Regions from separate parts of the Mus musculus genome. Here region 2 is linked to region 1. The links are chromatin contacts, called in public promoter capture Hi-C maps. All regions are on one chromosome and are shown on one strand. The core of a region is the stretch at or near the end of the contact, and the rest is flanking DNA. Distances in the headings are between cores, read along the strand shown.

What was found. Promoter capture Hi-C pulls out the DNA fragments that hold promoters and counts their contacts.
Region 2: a contact with region 1 is called in a promoter capture Hi-C map of the HPC-7 cell line. The contact joins the enhancer-like site here to the promoter of Itm2c in region 1. A contact is called at or near these places in 15 of 39 promoter capture datasets (the 3T3-L1 cell line, 3T3-L1-derived adipocytes, the C10 cell line and 9 more), 2 of 484 Hi-C or Micro-C datasets (CD4 T cells and bone marrow-derived macrophages), 16 of 115 datasets of contacts at active chromatin or transcription factors (CD8 T cells, the HPC-7 cell line, SST interneurons and 9 more) and 2 of 9 other capture datasets (adipose tissue and liver).

The regions. Positions count from the first base shown.
Region 1 is chr1:85,892,305-85,895,873 of GRCm38.p6, reverse strand. It overlaps Itm2c (integral membrane protein 2C), which reads right to left and starts at 1,364. Exons shown (of 6, transcript NM_022417.3): 1 at 1,085-1,364. The coding sequence starts at 1,210.
Region 2 is chr1:85,987,062-85,990,727 of GRCm38.p6, reverse strand. It overlaps a transcript of Gpr55 not described here. Among named protein-coding and RNA genes, the nearest start is that of Gpr55, 28 kb to the right of the region's middle. Within about 2 kb of position 2,192, at least 32 of the 459 cell types and tissues checked have an H3K27ac peak or open chromatin away from gene starts, as enhancers often do. A contact at or near this core is called in the HPC-7 cell line, bone marrow-derived dendritic cells and bone marrow-derived macrophages, where this site is marked.

The sequences.
Region 1 (3,569 bases), core at 115-2,614:
CTGCATGACCCCCTCTTCCAGATCATTCCCCACGAGTTCCTCATATATGCCCAGGCAAAGGCAGAATCAGAGCTTCAAAACTTGATCCGGGAGGAGGAAGTGGAAGGGGCTTTTTTAGGTTCGGTCTGGATCGAAAGGCCCGGCTTGGTGCGCCCCAGGACCGCTGGGGGGCGTGTGACAGTGGCCATGAAAACACCCTTACTGAAGCAAAATGAAACTCGGCTGGGTCCGCTTTTCCGTCACCAGTCCTTCCAGTCAGTGACTGCCACGAGTCCTCCCCGACACACTCCACATAGCATAGTTTTCCATGGCGGAAATGACCTGGATCCCCTCAGCCAGGGGAAGGCGGGGCACACCAAGGCCAGTCCACACAAAGCCAACTGAGTGACTATAGGGATGTCTAGGGCACTGGGGCAGTAAGGAGCCCACTCAGCAGATGGTAACAACGTAGCTGGAAGCCAGAGAAGGAGCTAAGAAGTAGGGCCCGCAGGTGTGAAATGGGAGAAGGCTCATCACTGACTTAGGTCTGCCAGTTCCAACAGTAACCTCCACCCACCACAGACCCCATTTGAGGACCAAAACAATGGCACCTCCCTTTCGTTACTAACCAGAGATTCCCCAACCAAATTCCCCAACCAATCAGGCCTCATCACCTCCCCCCTTCCCGGCCCCGCTTTGGGGGAAACTACGTTCAACCCTCCTCCCCTCCCCCACTCGGGGACTGGCTTCCCGGCCCCTGCCCCTTGATTGGAACCAGACGCAAACCTTCACCAACATTCCCCAAACTTTCATGGGTCCGCCACCTTCCCTTATCTTGGAACTTCGCGCCCAGAAGCCCCCACTTTTGGAAAAGACCCTGTGTGCGTTCCCACTTAAGGACCAGTTCTGCTTTCGACTACCGCTGTGGGGAAGGTCCTGAGACCCTTTCCCAGATGCGGATGGAGCAGCCTTTTCAGACCTCTCATCCCGCTTCCGCTCGTGACTCTGAGGTACCGCTGGTCGTGGCGGCCACTGGGGAATGCCTAGGTCCCTCGATGACCCCCCACCCCCGCCCCGCCCCCATCTGAGACCCGGAGCCTCTCACCCTCGCCGGCGTCAGCAGGATCTCCGCGGCCGGGGCAGATGCCGAGGCCGGACCAGACGCCGCTGCTTTGTCCGCTTTATCAGCCTTGATGCCCGCTACCGCGGGCTGGAAACTGATCTTCACCATGGCTGCGTTGACCTGCGCCTGCTCCCTGCAGCCCCTGCCAGTGCAACCTCGATCGCAATGCCTGCTTCTTGCTGCGCCGCAGGCACCGGAAGTTTGGATGGCTCCGGAGTCCTCGCCTCTGTCCCCGCCCCGAACGCGTCCCGCCCCGCCTTCCAAGGAAGGACCTGACGCCTGCGCCGAACTGCACCGGGCAGCACTGTAGCTGAAGAATGCTGAGATTTCCTTCCACCTCTTGCTTATATTCATTCATTCAGTCGTCGCGCAAGAGCTTGGACCCCTTCCTTCTCCCTGCCCATGACTAGCATCCTCACATGTAGTTTAACACGACGTTGCCTGGCAACGTGCTTCTAACAAACTGCATCTCCCTCCTCCTCGATATCTTTGATTATGTTGAGAGAAGACGCAGAGTAACTAACTGTTCTAAGCTTTCCTCCTCCAACATGTGTTAGGCTGGAAAGGGGCATCAACTCCAGACGCCTAACTGCTTGCCTCTATCCTGAATTCTAAATCCATCCCCACCGCCTTCATTCTCCACCATGCATCTTTCTCTATCCTTCATCCTGCAAAACCTTCAGGGAGTGGAGGTGGGTAACTTGAGGTGCATAAGACCTACAATACCTTGCAGGAGTGGAATCGTGACTGGAAAATATGACAAGAATTACGGGGGGCTGGGCCAGAGGTTTTGGGTTCCAGTCAGGACTCTGCTCCTGCAGTGTATCACCGGGTATTAGGAAGAAGCCAAGATTTATGTTGCAGGGCCATCTCTTGACAACAAAGTCCTAGATCTCTCCTCGCTGTTCCCAATCCAGGCTGTGATAGCACCGAGCCTGCCGTGCTTGGCGTCAGTTCTACAAAGGTGCTGGTAATGGGGGCCGAGCATTCTGCTGGCGTATTGAGGACAGTCCAGTAGGCTCTGCTGCCCTCTCCTACCTGTCACGGCTTGGACAGAGTTGCCTTAGGCACTAGACCATTGTATCTCGGTTTAGATCTTGTATGAACCAGGCAGTCCAGGAGATACATAGCTTAAGGCAGTAGAATATAAATGGTAAAATGTATAATGGTAAAAGATGTAAATGGTGCGAAGGCCACTGGCACTGCAGGAATTGAGAGAATAGAGAGATGCATTACATGCAGGAAAGGCAAATCCATTACCAGAGTAGATGCTTACTTTGGTAAGGACTAAGCACTACCCTTTCTATGAAAGAAGCGGTCCAATGTAGGTGACCTGCCACCAGGGTGCTGGCTGGCCAACTCAGGGAATGGTGGCCAGTGACGGTCACTGCTGGTGTGGCAGATCTGGCACTCAGCTGCAGCTGTTACCAGATCACTTCAATGAGTGGAAGTCCATATTGCCAGTCCAGGTATAGTTTCCATCTCTATCGGCATGGCCGCTTGTTCATAGGCCCATTGGACAATGACAGGGATGGCTGGGGAAAGAGGCTGACTGTCCACAGAACGGGCCATCTGTCTACTGGAATACTGGACTCCTCCCCTGCTGAAGTCACCTTTTGATGAGCACTACATAGTACACAGGCATGTCACATCCTCTTGCACGCGCCGGACTCGACCAGCAAGAACGACACTGCAACAGGATCTTTCTGCACACATTTATTGGGAGAGCTTGATTGCAGAGGTGAAGAGACCCCAAGCCCAGAACTGGTGCTGCTTATATAGGCCTAGAAGAGGCGTGTCTCACACACGGATTGGTTATGCACTAAGCCTCATTTGCATGTTCCTCATCTGATTGGCTACTCTCTCTCTCTCTCTGTACCTCACAGAGCCTCATTATCATACCTCATTTGCATGTCTCACATCTGATTGGTTATACTCTCAAAGCCTCATTATCATGTCCGGGCCAGGCAGTGTCTTTGCAAAAAACTTTACTGCATATGTACACATTGGTTGTTTGTCCAAACTTATGCATGGTGGCCAGCAGTAGTCAGTGCCACTCTGCAATGGCACATGTGGCTTCCCACAACATCCTTTGCCTTTCTGTAGAGATCTAACCACATACTTCTTCCCCAGATGTTTTTTTCTCACTAATTTTCCATCATGCACTTCTCAGATCCCTCACTGTCCAGACAATCCATTGGCTACAGCCCATGAGCCAGTGAACAAGCACATATCTGGACATTTCTCTTCCCAAACAAAACGTACAACCTAGTGCGCTGCCTGAAGTCCTGCCCGCTATGACGATTTCCCTTCCCTGATGTCTTCTGGGCTGTCCCAGAAAGAGGCTGTGATGATGCAGCTGGTCACTCCTAGAGTCTGCTTTGTGGAGAATCCTCAGTAAACAAGACCCTACTCTTCTCTCCAGTCTGCCACAGGCACCACTGTAATTTGAGTAAGTTCGCACTAG
Region 2 (3,666 bases), core at 943-3,442, 94 kb before region 1:
GACCTTGATGGTTGCCCAGAGCCCATGGCGACCCAGCGCTGGGGAAACATGGGCCATCTGTGAACTGGATCCTTTCCCCTCCCGTTGCCATCCCATTGGCATCCCATTTGCACGGCTCAGTTGAGCTTGCTAGTCCCTGAGCTGGGTTACCCTGTGACCTTGGCTCTCACAGTGATAGGTAATTCTGTGATAACTCCTATGGAAAGGCACCTCCCGAATCTCACATCTAAGACTTTTCCCAGTCCCCCTTTGCTCTCTGAATAAGCATTGTGTAGACCTTCATCATGAGACCAGTAGGAGAGGTAAAATGGATCCCCAGCCTCCGGTCACTGCCTTGTTACACACTCACTGGGTTTTTTAAATTGTGTGTTGCTAAAACTCAGGGGGAAGGACAAAGAGTTCATTAGCTATTGATCAAGATTGCTGTGGTCACTATCTGTGTGTATGAGAACAATACTTCAGTGGTTTAGGGGTCTGGCTGATTAGGAGCATGGCCTTTTGGGTCAAGAGGATCTGAGTAACCTTGGACAAGCTGCCTTTCTTTGTGTTTCAGTCTTCTCACTCTTTTTTTAAATTATTATTATTATCACAAACATTTGTTTGACGCAAAACCTGGGGAGTCGGTTCCCTCCTGTCACCATGTGGGCTCTGGGACAGGAAGTACACTTAGCCTCTGAGCCATTTCCCAACTTTGTTTTGTTTGTTTTTGGTTTTTAGGGTTTTTTTGGATCATGTACATTTTAATATAATTAATTGATTATTATGTTTTTAACCCCATGGATGTTGTGAAGTTGGTAACAAGAGCTTTCTTGAAGGACAGTAGGTTTTTTTTTCCCCAGTAGAGTTAACACTTTTTTTTAAAATTAGGTATTTTCGTCATTTACATTTCAAGTCCCCCATACCCTCCCCAGTCTTCTCACTCTTAAGTTGACAATGACAGTATCTACCTCAGGATAGTTGGGAGTAACTAAATGAGCTGATGAACATGGAGCTCTTTAACGCAGTGCTAGGAGCACTATTCAATAGTCAGGGTGGGAGACAATGCCTTGGAAGAGACCGAGGCCAGCTTGATCTACACAGTCAGACACTTTTAGCCATAAAAATGAAAAATCACCAATGTTATGTCCATGGCAAATTCCTGGGCCATGCTGAGTGTTAGTGTTGTGGTTATAATATATGTAATTATTATGTTATATACATACATGCACATGTGCAATTGGCAAAAAGGTAAATAAACACTCATTTGTTTCTTATCTTTTCTGTGGTAGACAATGCCTTTAGTCCCAGAGGTAGGCAAATCTCTGTGAGTTCAAGGTCAGCCTGGTCTACATAGCAAATTCCAGGACAGCCAGGGCTACCTAATAGAGAGATCCTGTCTTGAAAAACAAGACAAAACAAAACAAAACCCCCTAAAAACCAAAAACAAACAAAACAAAGTTGGGAAATGGCTCAGAGGCTAAGTGTACTTCCTGTCCCAGAGCCCACATGGTGACAGGAGGGAACCGACTCCCCAGGTTGTTCTCTGACCTCTGTACTCAGCCCATGGCATATGTACCATCTTTCTCTCTCTGGTACACACGCACACTCATGTGGATGCACTCTTGCGTGCACAAGCAAGCACTAACACACACACACACACACACACACACACACACCAAATGAAAAGTAATTTTAAAAGAGTAAAAAAATCGGAAGTGAAACCTTACTTTCAGATGAATTCTAGAAAAAGAGTTGACCTTGGCTTTGCCCTTAGGCTTCCTTTTGGAGAATCAGGAAACCTCTGGTCTAAAGATGCCACTGTAACCTTTTCTGCTCATGCTTCCTATAGGAGGGAACTCCTTTTTTGGACATCTAATTTACCACAGCCAAGGTAACGGTCTCTATACATGAACTACACTTGGCTTTGCTCGATAGTTGGAAGGACAGCCCATTGAGCTAGGGATTAATAGATTCCCAAATATTGACAGTGGCTGAAGAGAATGTATATCAAGAAAGGGCCCATGTTTAGGTTGTGGGAATTTCACATAGATACAGAACCAGGAGTTTGTGTGAAAGCCTTTTTTTGTTTTTTGGTAAGAACATCTGACTAACTGTTGCACCTATTCATGACGAGACTCCCCAGGTTGTTCTCTGACCTCTGTACTCAGCCCAGTGACGAGGCTGCAGAGTGGCTGTCACATTAAGGAACCACAAAAAGCAGGAAGTTAAGACCTATCTACTGGGCCGTCACTGAAAACAACACAAAATCACATGAGTGTGCGTGTGTACCAGAGAGAGAAAGATGGTACATATGCCATGGGCTGAGTACAGAGGTCAGAGAACAACCTGGGGAGAGTATAGTGCTGTTTATATTATTTTCCATAATTCCAGTGGTGTGCTGGAAATTAACCCTTGCCACTCAAAGCACACAGAGATGGTCATTTTAGGGAAAGGAGACATTAGGTAAGTTACCAGCTCTTCATGAAAGGAGAAATGGCTGTCACATAATAAAGGGACATAGATGGTAGGAGAAATCTAAAGATGAATCCATGTCTAATGGCAGCTGCAACAAGAGGCCTCTGACCAGGCATAGGGAGTGACATATGGCACTTAGCAGGCTGAAGCTGGAGGGATCACAAGTTCAAGGCTAGACTGACTACATAAGTGAGTTCCAGGACAGCTTGGGATGTGTAATAAGACTCTGTCTTAAAAAGCAAAACAAACAAAAAGAGACCAAAAGAAATAAAAGCCCATGTGTCTTCTCACTTGTGGGTTTAAATCGTTTGATGGAGATTATGTAAAGAATAAAAAGGTTCCCCTGGGCTTTCCAGATTCAGGGAAAAGAATGCAGGAACTGAGTAACAGATCTTGTATTGTTTGTTTGTTTGTAAGAGTGGTGTGCTACATATACAGTATTTTCCAACTCTGAAGTTCCAACACAAAGTATTTGGGAAACTTGAAAAATACTAAAGCTTAAAAAACAAAAACAAGCCGGGCATGGTGGCGCACGCCTTTAATGCCAGCAATGAGGCAAGGGGGAAGGCCAAGGAACAGAGGCAAAAGACCCACCTTCTACCTTGCCCTTTTGAAATCTGAGCAGCTACCAGAGGGTGCCCTACTTTGGGGAGGGAGGGTCTTCCCACATCAATTGAAGCAATCAGGATTGTTCTCCCGGTAATTCTTCTCTGTGGCAAGCTGACATTGAAACCCAGCAGCAAATCTTTAGTAAGTGCTTCCACAGTCTAGGCAGCGCTCTGTGTGCCTTTTATATATTGACTCACTGGCTTCTCACAGCAGCTCTATGATGCAAAGGCTGCTACTGGCCTCTCCGTGTTCTAAAAAAGGAAGGGAAGTTACTTTCTGCATGCTTGCCTTCAGCATCTGGTTGGGTCTGGCTATTGTACTTTGTTGCTCTTGGACCTCTTTTCTCGTTTGTTTGTTTGTTTGTTTTGTTTTGGTCTTGGGCACCTGTTACCAGCTGCCCTTCTATGACAGAAGTGATCTCTCTCTCTCTCTCTCTCTCTCTCTCTCTCTCTCTCTCTCAAAGTGGGTATTTACAGCCTTCTGAAAAACTCTGCTTCTTGCCAGGCAGTGGTGGCGCATGCCTTTAATCCCAGCACTCGGGAGGCAGAGGCAGGCGGATTTCTGAGTTCGAGGCCAGCCTGGTCTACAGAGTGAGTTCCAGGA